2 separate regions of the Zea mays genome follow, and region 1 is linked to region 2. A link is a contact called in public Hi-C data. All regions are on one chromosome and are shown on one strand. Each heading gives the region's core, a stretch centred on a gene start, on an enhancer-like site or on the middle of the called end of the contact. The rest is flanking DNA. Distances are from core to core; before and after follow the strand shown.

Evidence for each region. Hi-C and Micro-C count contacts between places; a contact is called where the count stands out from the background.
Region 1: a contact with region 2 is called in a Hi-C map of bundle sheath, with 4 times the contacts expected there. The contact joins two enhancer-like sites. A contact is called at or near these places in 2 of 25 Hi-C or Micro-C datasets (bundle sheath and endosperm).

What each region holds. Positions count from the first base shown.
Region 1 is chr10:62,223,273-62,226,823 of Zm-B73-REFERENCE-NAM-5.0, reverse strand. No RefSeq gene overlaps it. Among protein-coding and RNA genes, the nearest start is that of TRNAV-AAC, 100 kb to the right of the region's middle. Within about 2 kb of position 1,318, at least 19 of the 20 cell types and tissues checked have an H3K27ac peak or open chromatin away from gene starts, as enhancers often do. A contact at or near this core is called in bundle sheath and endosperm, where this site is marked.
Region 2 is chr10:62,070,655-62,073,730 of Zm-B73-REFERENCE-NAM-5.0, reverse strand. No RefSeq gene overlaps it. Among protein-coding and RNA genes, the nearest start is that of LOC103641134, 48 kb to the left of the region's middle. Within about 2 kb of position 1,575, at least 17 of the 20 cell types and tissues checked have an H3K27ac peak or open chromatin away from gene starts, as enhancers often do. A contact at or near this core is called in bundle sheath and endosperm, where this site is marked.

The sequences.
Region 1 (3,551 bases), core at 69-2,568, 150 kb before region 2:
TGACTACCCAAAAATTCAGGGGTAAACAAGGTGAAAAGATAACCAGACTAGGGCGACATATTGGGTCCCATCAAAATTAAGCCTATGCAGGAATAAATGATTATAAATAACATTATTGGGTAATAAAAGTGGTCAAGGGCACAACTTGCCTGAGACTTGAGATTCCAGGTACCAACTTGCTCTTCAAGTGACTCGTAACCTCGCGCTAGCCGTAGCAATACAAATAAACAGGGTATAGGCAAAATTAACATTACACCAAACATAAGAACAAACTGCATAATAATAATCTACACATCGCTACGAGATCATGGGTTCGAGAACCACTAAAATTGGAGTTACGATTAAGGAGTTATGATTTATAGAAGATCTATGTGATTTAAATATTAAACTATATTATAAATTGGTTAGTATACATCATATGAGAGAATATTTTATAAATAATTAACTCAACTTTAATCTAAGTCATTACTTGATTAAAAATCATCTTTTAGTCAAATTATAACCATAAGAGCATAGTACTATATTAGTATTAGAAAAGCTAATCCAATAAACATAGATTAATCCATTTAGTTACTTAATTATAGAAGTATGTGATATTGTATAATTAATGTTGCTACTGTGTAGTAAATATTTCTATGAGGCTAACGTAATTCGAATGGATCAAATCAGAGTTAAAATGAATTGGTTATGGTTTTGCCAAGTTTTAAGTGGTAGATACAAAGCAAATCAAGCACATAAATTTAACCATATGTTTCATACTAAAATAAGGTTACTAGATGATAAACATATTATCATGAATTTATTGCAACTGAAATGGATTAATTTGGAGTGAAAATAAATTGATCATGAATTTTCTAAGTTTTTATCCATTTTATATACCTATTTATGCACAAAATAGAGTTTAGGGTGGTTTTGTAAATATCCAGGGACCAAAAAGTAATGTACTTCCTAAGCAGATGGACTGCGGGTTCTAATATTAAACCACTCGAGGGCTCTTATGCAAACTCGCACGGTGAAGGGGTATCGGTGATTCTAAGTCGTCCGATCACACACCCGCGATTGAGATTAGATCTTGAACCGGCTTTCAACCGCGCCCCTCCGATCAACATCAACGGTCTGGATTTTTATTTGACCGAGATCAACACGGACCCGTCCGGTCGAGGGTCTACGGCCCGGATCAAATCCGGCCGATACACAATGCAGAAAGGCCCAGGACGTCTGATCTAAGATCGATGGTTGATCTAATAAGGTGAAGGGGTACCTTGCACCAAATCACAACCCTCAAACTGTCGATCGATGGTTCCCATTGGATTAACCCCAGATCTATTCCCATCCGCATGATCCGCATCGAACGTTCGTGAGATCGTCTTCTTTCCTAGGTTCTGAGTATGGCAGCGCCCACGCACTAATTCTACCGCGATTGGCGCTAGATCGTGTTGCCTTACCAGAGTGCATGGGGACGGTTTGTGTTGGCCATGGTGCAGACTAGATCGGACGCCATGCCTCACCCAGGCGAGCAGGACCGACCGCACAGGCGCCGTTTTTGCACAGCGAGGCCACAGCCAGATGCGGCGCACTTGCGATTTGCTAGAAGAATCTATCGAGCATGGGCGAAGGCGTGCGCATGACTTCAGTCGACGGACCCCTCCACTGGACACTGCACCTCGACGATGTGCGCGGAGGACGAGGGCGACGATCTTCCTTCCGCCTAACAGCCCCTCCGATGAGACCACACCCCAGGTCAGCCGATGGCGACAGGAGGAAGGAAACGCTCGGCTTTATGGGTTAGGGTATGAGGCCGATTCGGCCGGTCGTTGACCTGAATCTCCGGAGAGCTGTTGCGATGGGTGCCTAGAAATCCGCCGTCAGTTAGCGCCTGGATCGGAGAAGAGATAGGGAGGGGAGCGGCTGACGGGGTGGCCCAATAGGTCAGTGGCACGGCGCGTGGGCTCCCCTGCCAGTGTGTGAGGTGGGCTGGTATTTAGCTGGGCCGAGAATGGGAGTACTAGGCCCAAGGGTAGTTCTGACGTTTTCTTTTCTTTTTTATTTCAAATTTACTTTCAGGTTTCAAATTTTGATCCAATTTTGAGATTCTAATTTTACTGTCACAATCCAGCATGTTGCAAAGTCTAGTTTTAATTTATATATATTTATCTCAAATTTTTTAATCTAAATACCTTAAATGTGCAATACACTCCATATTCACTTTTAAGAAAATATTATTTGGGGTATGTTGTCAAATTAAAAGTTAATAAAAATGAATATTCTCTCTTTTTTCTATTGTCTCCCTTTTAAATTTCTATCCCAAATCGAAATCATAATTGCAAATCTATTTCATATTTTCTAACTTGAGTTCAAATGCTCATACAAAAATTCAGCATGAACTGCAATTATATTGTTATATTAAATACTTTATTCATTTAAGAATGTCTCCAATATGCAACATATACACACATCATTTGTAGCCAAATTAATAGAATATTCAAAAGTTCATATTCATACAATCAGGTCTTAAACTAAATTCTAGTCTTTGTTAGAAAACTTATTTATTCTAGGGAATGCAATCTCAGTGGTAAACAGTTCTTTAGAAGATATTCTAATTCAAAAAAATTCTTTTTGTGGAGTATTTTACTAAAATCTTAACATAGGATTTTCCAGCGTTACAAATTCTACCCCCCTTAAAAGAAATCTCGTCCTCGAGATTAGTTAGAAAAAGGGATATAATAGAATTGCTTTGTGATTTTAGCCTTTAATTCCTAATTAGTTCAAGAATGAAGGGTCTTTTCTTTCATAATCATCGGTGGGTGATTAGGAGAGCATGGGTATACATAGGTATAGCCACATTATTATGTAGGATAAAAGATGGGTAGGTTAGGGCAAGAAAAGCCTCGGGTAAGATAGTTTGTGGTGGGAAAGAACTCAGTGTTGGGTGGTAATGCATCTAAAGATCGAGTTCGACTTCCTCTCCTTCCTTGACGAGGTTGATCTTTTCCTTCTCCGGTCTTGGTCTCATTGTTTCGGGGTTAGTGTATATCATCGGAGTTGGGGGAATATGGTTGAGATAGATATGGGTGAGATAGATTACATGATGTAGGTCAAAATCTTATTTGATGTTAGGTGGGGATAGACAGATTATACAATCCATCATGACTATTGGTTAGGTTGAATCTCATGCACGTGGCTGAGTTGGTCTAAGGCCCTAGTTTGGGTTTAAGTGCATGAAGGGAGAACAAGGTTTATAGGAGTAGGATCCAGTTTATTTCACTAGTGTTAACTTGTTAAGTGACTCACATTAGGTTGAATAATATCTAGATTAGTATAGGTTGTGTGTTATGTCAAATTCTAGTTGGGTGGCTTTGTGTTAGGTCGGACATGGAAAAATGATGTATATCATTGGAAATACGTAGGTCAAGCTAGTAGATTAGAATATGTAGGTCGTTGGTATATGGCCGAGTTGGCCGAGTTGATCTAAGTCACCAATTTAGGCTTAAGTGAACCAGAAGTATGGACTTATTCTTTGTACCAGCATTGAGTAACTTACACTAGATTAG
Region 2 (3,076 bases), core at 326-2,825:
ACCAGAATTACATACATAGAATAGAAAAACTTCTAATAGAGCATTTGGAAGCAACATTAGAAGAACACATAATTTAGAAGATAGATAGACACAAAGGAAAGTTTCCAAGAGGTTGGACCTTATGTGAAAAATTCTCCAAATTTTTTTAATACAATTAGTCATTCCATAAGAATTTTATAGGATTTATAGAAACTAAATCCTTTGTTCTAAAGGGTGACATAGGAAAATTCCCTTTAAGATTCCAGTCATTCAAAATTCCTTCACTTTTCCTTTGTTCCAAAGAAAACCTTCAAGGAGAGGGAGCTTTCTGATGGCTTAAATCTATACTTATAGGATGCATCCCTAGCACATGATAGGTGAGCATGGAGCATTTTCAACACAGGGTGACCTAGAGGATTGAATGCCCCAAAATTAGAATCCAGGTTTGTAAACCCCAAAATTCTATTTCGGGAACCTAAGTAATTTTTTTAAAGCCTGTTTGAATTTTTACCTCCTTATGTGAATTATGCATTTAAATAATTTTTCCTAAAATAAATAAGTGGAAAAAACAAAACTTTGTTTCTGCACTGCATTCTGGATTTTAATTGTTGCGTTTTCATTTAAATTTAAAGTCTATTTGAAATCAGATTTGGATTTGGAAATTTAAATCTAAAAAGTAAAACCTCACCTGCGCTTGGGCCTCCCCCCTACCCAATTCTATTTCCCTTAGTTCTCACCGTGTGGCCCACCTCGGCCCAGTTCGACCCATCTCCTCCCCCATACCTCGCGCTTTCTATGAGGTACTCGCAGGTGGGGCCCTGGTGCTAGGCTGTCTCCTCCTACAGACCTCGTGCTCACACTCACTCGGAGCCATTGTCACTTGTCAGCACCCTCTTCCCCTCTTGGACAGGGGCTCTACCTCCCGAGTCCGGTCCGCCACCGTGTCCTCGCAAGAACCCGACACAGGTGTTCTCTTCCCCAGACTCTTGCTCCGGCGCACGCGTTTGGGAGGCCGTCTAGTGGGCCTAGTGGCTAGAGTCTCCTTCTGTTCCGAGTCCCCCATGGACGTATCGCCGAGTTCGACTCGAACAGCTGGGCCCTGCTTGCCTGGGATCCCCTTGTCCCATAGAACGAACATGCCGAGAGATTGGAGCGCCATAGCAAGCATGGCAATGCCACCGCTATCCAAATTCCAAACACGCAGCCACAAGCCGTCGACCGGTGTTCTTGTAGCCTAATTAGTGTTGACGATTGGCTCTAGTGGTTCCTCGAAGCACGTAGAACCTACGTGAGTACGTTGTTGAGTGCGGACTGCGGAGTCTGCTCATAGTGTTTTCTCCGCCACCGAGCCGCCGTGGGCGCTGGGCAGACAACGTCGTCGTCAGATTCGCGCTGATGAGATCCCTACTCGTTTCGTTTGGTTGTCAGCTACATGTATCACCTTCTAGACTTCTAGTGATTGGATTACATGGTTGGGAAGCCGGACGCGCGTCACGTCGGCGAAGTGCCGCCGCACGGGTCGTGGCGTCGCCATCTTGGGAGTCGGGAGGTGAGAGATAAGTCCTGGACGTCAGATCTCCGATGGACGGTCAAGATTAGAGTTTCGATACTATTTCAGGTTGATTGGATCTGGACCATGGATTTGGATCTAAGCGGTCCGGGTCACTTGAGTCAGTCGTGCGTCTATTATGTTAAAAAGTCCCTAGAATTTTGATGAATAAACCTGTGGTCACATACAATGTAAAGAGTATTACGCATAGGTCCCGGAAACCGTAGATTTAACCATGAGCTTTTAATATTTCAAACTCGCCATCTCAACAGCTTCTATTCGCACAGAGGTCCACAAATTTATACTTATAATTATGTAGAAGTCCTCGGTTTCCACACTTTAGTCCCTGGAATGCTATTTTTAATATAAATTTCACCATAAAACTTGTTTTATTCATAACTTTCATATTTTAACTCCAATTTTAATGGTTTTTAAACCTATGAATTTGTATTGACGTGCAGATTTGTTTTCTGCAATTATTTTCTTTGTTTGATGTAATGTTATTTTTATTTATTGGTTGCTTGTTTGCTTGTACCATTGCGAGTAGAATAGCAAGTGTTCGGAGGATCTGATATCCAACATATTGAAGACTCTAAGCAGCAAGAGTTTGATGTAGAAGGCAAGTTGTGTCCTTGATCACATTGTTTTCACCTATATAATATTTACTATTATGTTCTCACATATGCATTGCGCAGTTAGGTTAATTGATGGGACCTATTAAGGATGCCTAGTTTTATTTTCCCCATATCTTTATCTTGTTTATACCAGGTTTTATTATTATCGGGTAGACATGCTAGTGCTCTACTTGGTTTATGGGATAAAGCTATACAGGAAAGATGAATATTGTTTGATTCATATGAATATTACTATATTCATATGAATGTTGTTTTATTGGAAACTTGAATATTGTTTTGTTCTACTACAGGCTATTAAAGGGTCATGTAGATTTAAGAGTAGAGGGTTGCAATATGAGGACCATTTAGGGTGTGTTTGGTTGGATGTATAAGGAGGGATGGAAGGGGCGGCCACAGTTTCTATAGTGTTTGGATGAGAGTCAAGTGAGGGCGAGATAAACACTAGAGTAATTTTTTGGTGGCAGCGTGATTCCAAAAAATTGAGGGGACAGTGTCGTCCCCGCCCCATCCTACTTTAACCTCAAACCAGACACACGGTTAGCTACTATGTTTGAAGACATACGCAACGTAGGTGATGATCATTGGAGTGCATCTAGTGGTCATCCACCATCCCAACCAAGCGTTGAGTAGTCACCTAGGGATGTTTCTGACTATGGATACTCTAGAAGAGAGGTTTCAGTGGTTAAAAAGAAACCATGACTAGATGACAAGAAATGATGTGCCTAGGACAATATTAGGATATATTTGCAATGAACTAATTTGCTTTATATTTCTATATGGACATATAAGGAATTCATTTGTTTGTACTCTTTTATAATGGTATTGTAATAATAATGTTGTTATTAATTATTGTTTGTACCTTGTATTATTTACATTGCAGTGATGACATATGTAATGATGATCTTGAGGATAA